Linked DNA regions of Mus musculus: region 2 is linked to region 1. The links are chromatin contacts, called in public HiChIP or PLAC-seq maps. All regions are on one chromosome and are shown on one strand. The core of a region is the stretch at or near the end of the contact, and the rest is flanking DNA. Distances in the headings are between cores, read along the strand shown.

The links. HiChIP or PLAC-seq counts read pairs in DNA pulled down with a chosen protein or histone mark.
Region 2: an H3K27ac HiChIP or PLAC-seq map of acute myeloid leukemia shows a contact between it and region 1, with 3 times the contacts expected there. The contact joins two enhancer-like sites.

The regions. Positions count from the first base shown.
Region 1 is chr13:36,312,146-36,317,591 of GRCm38.p6, forward strand. All of the region lies in intron 4 of Fars2 (phenylalanine-tRNA synthetase 2 (mitochondrial)), which reads left to right. Among named protein-coding and RNA genes, the nearest start is that of Gm40912, 110 kb to the left of the region's middle. Within about 2 kb of position 2,861, at least 38 of the 459 cell types and tissues checked have an H3K27ac peak or open chromatin away from gene starts, as enhancers often do. A contact at or near this core is called in acute myeloid leukemia, where this site is marked.
Region 2 is chr13:37,145,446-37,150,891 of GRCm38.p6, forward strand. No RefSeq gene overlaps it. Among named protein-coding and RNA genes, the nearest start is that of Gm30549, 77 kb to the left of the region's middle. Within about 2 kb of position 3,381, at least 66 of the 459 cell types and tissues checked have an H3K27ac peak or open chromatin away from gene starts, as enhancers often do. A contact at or near this core is called in acute myeloid leukemia, where this site is marked.

The DNA.
Region 1 (5,446 bases), core at 1,611-4,110:
CACACAGGAAGGCAGTTTGAGTTGAGAAGCTTTCTGGAGAAAGAAGTGATAGTGTGTAGTGAAGAATGGAAAGCAGAAGCCTGCAGACGTTTTCTGTAAAGTCTGAGAATAAATAAGAGCAGCTCTTTGGGCCAGTCTCCAAATAGTCCTGTGAGGAGAATTGCAGGAAACTCAAGTGAATGGGTATGGTTACCCATGACTGAAGCATGACTGCTAGTTTACCAGCTCCTAAAAAGATATGAAATACATGTGTAGATTAGGTAACATACTGGTAACTTTGTAACTAAAATTTCAGTTCACCAAATGTGAATGGTGGCTTTTAATAAGCACCCAATGCGGTCCAGTTCATCTGTTCCTACCTTCTTTAAACTCACAGCAGTTAGCTGGACCTCAGTCTTATAAGTGGTCTGTCTTGTCACTTACATTGTGTAGTTGTGAAAAGTGTCACACAGTAATTTCAAGGAACGCTTTGAAGAAATGAGCTGTTGGGCAAGAAGATAATTCCTGTCTATCCTGGTTTTACCGCCACACTTGACTCAGCTCAGAAGAGGAGGGACAGAATCAAAGAGTGCGGGTACTGGAAAAATGGGAACTTGCTTGGTAAGGTGCAAGGCTCAGGTCTCCTGAGTGTCTTAGAGAAAGGGATGTCAAGAAAGATCGAGCTTGGAGCAGGAGAGCGAGCATCCTCGATGCCATGAGATAGGACATCAGGACTGTAGTCTGTTCAGAGAAAGCTGGCTTCGTTCTGTAGATATATGCTGTAGTGTGTGCCTTTAAAAACAAAGTAAGGCTTGGAGAGATGGCTCAGTGCTTAAGAGCACTGGCTGCTCTTCCAGAAGTCCAAAGTTCAATTCCCAGAAACCGTGTGGTGGCTCACAACCATCCTTACTGGGGTTCAATTTCCCCTTCTGGTATGGAGATATACATGCAGACAGAGCACTCATATACATGAACTACATACATAAATAGAATTTAAAAACACCAGGTATGCATGAGAGCATCACACGCAGTGCAGTATCTAATATTTTACACATGTATTGTTTTCTTATGCAATGTAAAGATTATAATGGTAAGCCCTCCTGTCTTGAGCTAGGAGATTTTTAATTAACATTTATATATTTTGTGTTCACGTGTGTGTCTCAGTGGATATATGTGTACCTCATTAGTGAAGCTCAGAAGAGGATACTATCAGATCCCCTGAAACTGGAGTGCCAGGCAGGTGTGAGCTGTCTGATGTGGCCACTGTGAACAGAACCAGGCTTCTCTACAGCAGCAGCAGGTGCTGGGAACTGCTGAGCCATCGCTCCAGCTCATCAGGCTGAGAGTTTAACTCATTTCTATCTATGGATGGGAAGAAAGGGTTGTGATTTACAGAATTCTTACAAGGAAGCAAAGTCTTGTATTCGTGTTTTCTTTGTTCAAATTGAATTGGTATTGTTGGCATTTTTGTTGTTGCCCTGCCTCCTTTAATTTTTTCCTGAAGCCTTATATTTTCAAAATTTCCCAATGTGTATCTGTACAAGTGTGGTACATGTGTGGGTAGTGCATGCGCCTTTATATGCCTGCATGGCTAGAAGAGGGCACTGGTTTCCTCTCCCACACTCTGCCTCATTCCTTTGAGACAGGCTCTGTCACTGATCCTAGGTCTCAACTGCTGGCCATCAGGATGTTGCGGGAGAATGAGAAGCCAGCTGGTTCAGGTGCCCCACAGCTTACCAAGGATTGCCTGGACTCTGCTTAAAAACAAATGAAAAGGGGGAATGGAGGGACAGACAAGAAGACAGAGCAATATAATAGGTGATAAGACGAAAACTTTGTATATAAGCCAGGATTAGAGAAATATGAAATTTCCCTGAAGGTGGAAATGAAGAGAATAAAAGGAGTTGTGGGAGGAAAAATAACCTATAAATTATGCTTAACGAACTTACTGAAAAAATATAAATCATAGTTACATAAAATCATTTTATTTCATTATGCTAATGTTGATAAATTTTAATTTTCAGGTGTACATGCTTAAAGTCCTCAAGACTCTTAAACATAATAATCAAAAAGCTAATTAATCACTTATGGGCAACTTTCCCAAGTAACTGTAGGGGCAGACACAATTAAGAAATAATGCCTCAGCCACAAAGAATAAAATACAGGCCTAGACAGGAAACTTCGTTATATGCCACAAATTAAAATAGAAGGACTTTATTGCTTATGTTACCTCACATTTCCGAATATGTTTTAGGGGAAAGAGAAACAAAGCGAGGCACTTGGCCAAGTGTGTTGTAAACCTGAGTGAGCAGCACCACTCCCCTCGTGTCCTTTGGGGAATTCACTGCCACAGGAACTTCACCCCTAAACATAGGAATTGGCTAGTAGGCGGGATTGACTAATGCAGAGTCATTTCAGGGGCCGATGTTCCAAGGTTGCGGTCTGTCTTCCTTATTAAATCTGTACTCTCTGGTCTTTCAGACCATCGAGGCTTTGTTTGTACATATTTATTTTTATTGTTTTTTTTTCTAGGTCCTCAAGTTATAAAAGTAAGATAAGCAGGGCTGTCATTACTTCAAGTGCTGATTGAGAACCAAAAATAAACTAGGGATAGGTCAGGGCCAGATATCATGCAAGGGACTTGCGGCCAGGTATATATGCTCAGCAATCAGGTCCTTTGCATATATTGGTTAAACAAGTTTCAGAACAGGGGACAGTAAACATAGGCTATTAACACTCTAGTTTTAATAGTGAAAAGCCAACTAAAGTAAAAAATGGAAGGAGGTGGGGAGTTGAATTGTTTTCATGAATAGAAGGCCTGTGGAGTCAGAGGCAGCTGGATCAGAAGCAGAGTAAGTGTCAGAGTTCACGTCTGTCCCTTCCCACCCAAGGTAGTTCACTGTCTGTGGTTATGTGCTGACGTACAGTCTTGCAATCAGTTTCAGAGGCATTAAAGTGAAGTGAAACAAGAACACACTTCCCTCTTGGGTTTCTCACAGGTCATTTATGTTGATTGTCCCTCTTAGGACCTGTGCATTCCCATTTTTGAAGGGAACTCAGGAAGGTTACAGTGCTAGGGATTTCAGAAGTAGATGTAAGGAAAACACAACTGCGATAGAGATGGCCAAGCAAGGCACCTAGCAAATGTGCTGCCTGTTGTTTGTCTCTTTGTTTTTTAGGAATTAATGCCTCCATTTGTTCGGTTTTTTTTTTTTTTTCAGTAGCAAATAAGAGTTAAACAGTAGTAGCCAGTAGGGGGCATAGTAGGCAGCAATGTTGGGCACAAAAGTAGTAGCACAGAAGTGGGGAAACTGCAGAGTTGGTTATGGGAGAGTCTTTAAAGGAAGCTTCAGAAGTGAGGGAAAGACCCGCCATTGGTCCTGCTAGGGCTCTCCCGGGCTTGACTCATTGCCATCCTCCAGGAAGCTTCAGGAGCTAAGGGAAGGTAGCCAGTCCACCATCGGTCCTGCTAAGCCATGGGAAGGTAGCCAACCCACCGTCAGTCCTGCTAAGCCATGGGAAGGTAGCCGGTCCACTGTCGGTCCTGCCTGGGATCTCCTTGGCTTGACTCATCACCATCCTCCAGCTTTCATTCTCTAGTCATAGCTACAGAAGTGAGGTTCTCAAGAGCAGGTGACAGAGGTGGGAATAAGGGAGTACAAATGATTTCTTTCATAAGGGAAGAAACAGAATCTAGAAGTTCTGTGCCTAGGGTAGGCAGTGACTTTATTAGCTACTAGGGAAAGGAGCAGAGCTCTTCCATGTACTTACATTTCACACCCAGAGCAAGCAGTGCCTGCTTCAGAGGAGGTTTCCATTTGTAGCATTAAGTGATTATCAAATAGCATACAACAAGCAGTTAGTGGGAATCTGTCCTACTCCAGAAGGCTGTGGAAAGATGTCCCAGGAAGGTTCACTTAGCCTTGGGTTGAAGAATGACTTGGGATGAGCGAAGGAACATCTAAGGCGTTCATTTATGATTAAAGTGCAACCGTAGTGTTCTTGCATTCTTGTTCTTGGTGCTGCTTCCCCCAACCCCTTCCTGGCTTTTCCTCTAGGCCTTCTGTTCCAGAACTTCTTCTGCATCTAGGGAGGCAGTGGGCTGAGATTGTCATGGTAACTACTGTTTATTACCCAGTTGTGTTCACTAGTCTCTTTTGCAGCCCTCAGGCCCAGAAAATGAACACTAAGTCCTTGGGTAAGTTGTTGTCTTAGTCAGTACTTAGGTACTTGACAGAGATCTGCTGGGGTTTCTGAGTATGGCAACCTTATAAGAATGTGTAATGTGCTATTACACATTCTTAATATTCAAAACTAATTTTTTTTTTAGATTAAAAAAATGTTTACTGTCTGGAGAGATGACTCAGTGGTTAGGAGCACTTGCCACTCTTACAGAGGGCCCAAGTCTGGATCTCACTTCCCACATGGCTCACAACCTCCCATGCTCCAGGGAGTCTGACAGGCTCTTCTAACCTCCACAGGTACCAGAAATACATATGGTACACATACGTACATACATGCAGCCATGGACATAAAATAACACTTTAAAGCATGTTTAGTAGTCAGGGTAACGCACTGCTGCTTCCCCTCATGTGCTCACCTGCATGCTCTCGTGGAACACACGAGGTTGAAGAGTGATTATAGAAAAACATCAAATACATCGTAGAAAACAGGAAATTAAAGTGCAAATTGGGACAGGAAAAATAATAAAAGATAAAGGGAATCTAGGAATGCTCCACGTGTACTGTGACTTTAAAGTAATTCTGTGTCTTGCAGATTCACAAACTATTCAGCCAAACTCATAACGAAGCACAAGTAATCTGCTAACCACCCAGTCACATCGCATGGCTTACAATGAGATTCTTCTCAACCAAGTGAAGTGTTTAGTGGAAGGAAATTCACGCCAGAGTAACATGCATCTTGCTCCTCTCAGATGTGGGTAGCTGAGTCCGATGCTGGAACAGTAACTGGGGATAGCACAGTTTTATCAGTTGTCAAGAGAGCCTTGTCAAGAGAGACTGAAACTCTAAACATATATGGAAATTTGCTGTGAATGTGTTAAAGTAGGAATTTTAAATATGGAAATTCTGGGCTTAGAGAATTCCCCTTCCAGTTGGATAAAAGTTTTCTTACTGTAATACAAAGGAAAGCCATTTTCAGTTTGCTCTGTCACTTGTTGTGAGCAACTCTACTTGACACCAACTTTAGCTCCTCCCAAATGTACAGACTAGTCTCAGCATGCCTGTGGGGATAAGTCACCGGAGGCACCCTGAACATGACTGGTCAGCCCCCCCCTCCCCCCTTATTGTAACATAGGTGAAATAATTTGCAAGTACAAAATGTAAAGAAATTTATTTACCTGGCTATAGTAATAGTAACTTTTATGGTTATTACACAGGCGTGGTGCCACTCAGGATGCAAATGACAGACTATAAGAAAGAGAGGTACTGAGGGGCACAGGGGAAAT
Region 2 (5,446 bases), core at 2,131-4,630, 830 kb after region 1:
GTTTTCTCTTCTACTCTATGGGTGCTGGGGATCAAACACAGGTTGTCAAGTTTGGTGGCAGGTGTTTTTTCCTACTGAGCCATCTCACTGGCCTCTGAACAAACAATATTAATGGATAAAAGTATAAATACCTAAAAACAGTCATTGAACTACAATTGTTTGATGATGCTATGTTTTTAATAATTTATTGTTTTGAAACAGAAGAACAGACAGAAATCATGTACTGAGGAACATAAAATGAATCTTCCCTACAACAACTGGCAGTTAAATGGCCAGCCCAGCAAAAAATGTTTAAGCAACAATAGTTGGTCTTGCTGGGCATGGTAGTATGTTGCGGGAAATAGTTAAAAGGTCAACTCTCTTGCCCTGCCTGTCTAGTACTGGTACTGGCAGGCACAACACTATGTCCCAGCGGGGTCCCGCTCAGCGTGTTCTCACTGCTGAGTTACTTTTTCCAGCTAGCGAGTTCATGTCGCTTCTATGCAATGCCCCACACACACCACTTTCAGTCATCTCAACACCTAGTTACCCGGGAGAAACATGACTCTTAAAGCTTAATTATCCAATCAGATGTATATAACAATAAGATCACAATTTACAAGGTGCCAATACAATAATTTCAAAGCCAATTGATAAAGATAAAGCTATAACCCAATTATTCTAACCTTGTGAACATCTTAGCTACTTGTGGCTGTTTAAAACCACGTGGTATCAGGATCATTTTTCTGTTCATCTGCCTCTATATTGGCTTCTCTCCCTCTGCTCCTTCTCTGCCTTTCCACCGAATCCCAAGCTCCGCCTCCATTTTCCTGTCCAATCACAGGCCTGCCTCTAATGTGATTGGACAGAGAAAATCTTGCAACAGTAGTACATATAATCCCAGAACTGGGGAGGCTGAGACAGGAGAAGTATAATTTATCTATCTGGAGTCTTTTGCTACCAGGATAGAAATTGTGGGCAGGCTAGAAGTCCCGAAGCACTATTGCCCAGCATCTTCTGTATCTTCCTCATGGCCAACAGCAAAGTGTGGCAGAAGGCAGGTGAGAGCTGCAGCAGGTGGCACCTTCTAGTGTCCTGGCTCTTGTGCAGTGTGACCCTTAGCTCTATAAAGGTGAGCCTACAATTTTAACATTTCTTAGACAACAGCAAACAGCCAGCATGGCAGATTCCAGATAGGCCTAAGTATCAGCCCTTGACAGAAGGTAGTGTTGGTGTTCCTAGGCCTGGGGTATCTGAGACCCCTGGCCCTAAATGCTTAATAATGCGCTAGAACAGTGGCTCTCAACCTGAGGGTCACAACCCCTTTGGGGGGTTGAAGGACCCTTTCACAGAAATTGCTTAAGAGCATCAGAAAACACAGATAATTATGTTAAGACAGTAGCTAAATTATAATTGTGAAGTAACAACAAAAATAAAATGGTTGGGGAGTGTGGGAAGCCGCCCTCACATTCGCCGTTGCAAGATGGCGCTGACATCCTGTGTTCTAAGTGGTAAACAAATAATCTGTGCATGTGCCAAGGGTAGTTCTCCACTCCATGTGCTCTGCCTTCCCTGTGATGACAACTCGGCCGATGGGCTGCAGCCAATCAGGGAGTGACACGTCCTAGGCGGAGGATAATTCTCCTTAAAAGGGACGGGGTTTCACCATTCTCTCTCTTGCACTCTTGCACTCTTGCTCTCTTGCGCTCTGGCTCCTAAAGATGTAAGCAATAAAGCTCTTGCTCTCTTGCTCCTAAAGATGTAAGCAATAGAGCTCTTGCTCTTGCTCTCTTGCGCTCTTGCGCTCTGGCTCCTAAAGATGTAAGCAATAGAGCTCTTGCTCTCTTGCTCGCTTGCTCTCTTGCTCTCTTGCTCTCTTGCTCTCTGGCTCCTGAAGATGTAAGCAATAAAGCTTTTGCCACAGAAGATTCCGGTTTGTTGCATTCTTCCTGGCCGGTCGCGAGAACGTGTGTAAGAGGGGAGGGTCACCAAAACATGAGGAATTATATTAAAGGGTCCCGGCATGGTGGCGCACGCCTTTAATCCCAGCACTTGGGAGGCAGAGGCAGGTGGATTTCTGAGTTCGAGGCCAGCCTGGTCTACAAAGTGAGTTCCAAGACAGCAAAGTCTGTACAGAGAAACCCTGTCTCGAAAAAAACAAACAACAACAAAAACAAAAAATAAAAAACAAAACAACACAAAAAAGGTTGAGAACGAACCATTGCTTTAAAACTCTTCTAGGAAGCGGAGCTTGCGGTTTCTCTTCTCTGGGTTTATCGCCTTTCACCCTCTTCAGCCTCAGCATCCCGTCATTCCCTAGATTCATCTTTACCTCCATCCTTGCCCGTGTTGTTTGCCCTGGCTGTACTCTCAAGCTGTTCCTCGGTCTCTGTGTCAGCTGTCACGCATCTGGCTGCCTTGCTGACCCTGCAGCTTGCTCTGTACCAACTGCTCAGCCCTCACCACCACACTGCTGTCCCTGATGCTCCCTTCTGCATGTTCATCAGCTTCTCTTGTGCTAAGAAAAGTAGGTAAGAAAGCACCCGCTCGCTCAAGAGAAGCGAGCCTCTCGCTTTATTGGGAGAAGCCGCACTGGAGGGAATCTCCAGGCTGACTCACCAAGTGAGCCTCATTAGGTAGCCAGGGGAGAAGTGTTTACAGCAAGTACAGCAACGCAAGCAAAGGAAGGTTTAGGTTTGTACCCACATAAACATCACAGCCTTGCCTTTTTAGCTGCAGTCACAGTTATCCCCCTGCTAAGCCTCCGATGGACGCATTCTCCCTCTGCCCACAGCAGAAACGATTTGGGGGTTAGTAGGATTCACCTGGACTTAGCAAATGCCTGGTACAAATTCTTTGAAACAGTCCTCGCTGAGGGTGAACCTTCTCTTCAAGAGCTAGAGCAATCATCTACAACCATTGCGGAGTTTTCACCCGGGGTCTGTGGAATGTTTGAAATGGCCGCCATTGCCCTAGGGTAGTCTGCCTGGCTCTTGGACTGAGAGCCTTATTGTTTGAGGCATCCAGAGTAGCAAAGGTAAATCCAATAGCTGCCAGTTTCAGAGGTAGATTGCCCCACCCTCCTTCTCTTGATTTATCCCCGAAAAAAAAAAAAAAAAAAGAACATCAGAGGGTGGGCTTACAGGAACTTGAAGAACTTATTAACATTGGCAACAACTGAATTGGTGCTTTAATAGTACTTAGCAGTGCCCTGGAAGAAGCAGTTTCCCCATTACTGCTTCAGGAGGATCGTGAGTTCAGGATCACCCTGGGCTACAAACCCAGATCCTGTTTAAAACACAACAAAACAAAAAATTGGCTGGTCTCAGTTCCACTGTAGTTTTGCTTTGAGAGTTTCTTCCTTCAGTCAGTCCCTGTTTGTCTCTGCCCACCCAGTATACCACTTCCTGCCTCTGCCTGCCCTGTGCTCCACTTCTTGCATTTTCTAAACAGATGTCTCATATTTCTCCAGTGTTACAATTCAATACTGGACTACTGCTTCCCCCTACCCCTCTCCCTCCCCCTTTTTCCTCCCCTTGTCCCCCTGTCCCCCTCTCCCCCTGTCCCCCTCTCCCCCTGTCCCCCTGTCCCCCTCTCCCCCTCTCCCCCTCTTTCTCTTCCCTCTCCCTCCCCCCTCTCTCTTCCCCCTCCCTCTCTCTCTTCCCTCTCCTTCTCTCTCTTCCCTCTCCCTCTTCCCTCAGCTGAGAGATTTTTGGTTTTGTTTTCCTGACTCAAGATGAGATACCAAGAGTCTACACTTTGTGACATTCCTATAAAGTTGAATTTCTGTTACCACAGTCCCTTAAGTGGTGCCTGTCACCCAACAACCCAGTTCCAACCTCTGTTACCAGGGTGAATTATCTGTGAACAATTGCTTTGAGTACAATGCCTGCTACTTAATAGTCAGAACACAAATCACTACATAAATAAGAGTTTGCAGTGATCAGGAGCCATGCTATTACTTCAGAGTTCCTAGGGGATTTCAGAGTTCCTCGGGGACTGGTCACTATGCCTGTTTTCAGTTTGTATACAGACAGCAAAGCAATTCCTTAGCTTCTGATGACCTTTTATAAAACTGAATATTCAGGAGAGGGAATTCAAGCCTGGTATGGTGTCCCTTGTCTATAAGCCCAAGACTAAAAAGGTGGGGGTAGAAGGATCAGGAGTTGAAGGCCAGCCTCAGCCACATAGTGACTTCAAGCCAGGCTGAGCTGCACAAGACTCTGTGTCAAAAATGAAACAAGGAAAAAAGAAGGAGGCTGGCTTTGTTTAATGCTGCACATCTGGAATCTCATCGTATGACAAATGAAGGGAGAAGGGCTGCAAGTTTCAAGATAACATGGATCGTACAGTGGGTTTTATGTTGTCCTGAGTTACATAGCCAGAACCTATGGTTTTGTTGTTTGCCTGCTGTTTGTTTGATTTTTTGTAATGAGTAGGAGGAAAGAATTGCCTAGCAATATACAAAGAGAACAACAAAGTCACAAAAAGTGATAATGTCATAAAGAAATTCAATTTGAAAAGCAGTGGTCTGAGTTCTAAAGGAAATAGCTGACTCTAAGGATGTGGGTGTTACCCCATTAGAAGGCCTTCCCTAGCAGCAAGAGGAACCAGGAAGATGGGTTTGCACATAAGAACTAGGAAATGGCTGTGAAGGAAGGATGAAGATGTCCAGAGAAAGTGACATCGGCAAAAAATAAATGTTGAAGAAACTCTGAGTTCTTGAGGCATTGAAAGTGGGAAGGCCATCTGGCTGGAAAATAATGCAAGCTGAGATGCTGGGTGTGGCTGTGCCCAGGGAGAGCCTCCTCCCAAAGAGGAGGCTCTAGTGCAAGAAGAAAGTGGGCACCATTCATACTACCCTTAAAAACTTTTTAAACACAAGACTCCTAAATCTTCAATATTTTGACTGCTGTAAGTTATAATGTGCTAAGTTAGAATTGATCCTAGTATGTTGTTTCTCATTTTTATTTACATTTAAATTTATATCTTTTATTTACATCTTTTTAAAAAAAAGACCTCACAGGCTATAAAACAATTGTGTATTCCAGATTGCTTTTTAAGACTCCTTTGCAATGATTGGATTGAGAACAGCTGTTTTATTGTCTCCCAGTCCTGCATCCAGGGTTCAGCCTATGCCTGTTCAATGGCTTAATAGGTCAATACTCAAGAGATAGAAGACCCTAGTTATCATTCATGAGCAATCATTTAGACTACCCTAAATCCTAAAGACAAGAACTTCAGAATTGTGCCACCCAAGCTACACGGTAGTAACAATCTACACTCTTTCAAGTTGGTTAAGATTTGACTATTCAGACTTATATATAAGATATATTATATATATTAATATAATCTTATTCATAAGGCATATGATGTTTCATTTCTGACCCACTAGGTCCTCATCTCCTGCATTCCAATCCTTTTACTTTAGGTTTACTGGCATTTTTAAAAACCCATCAATATTAAA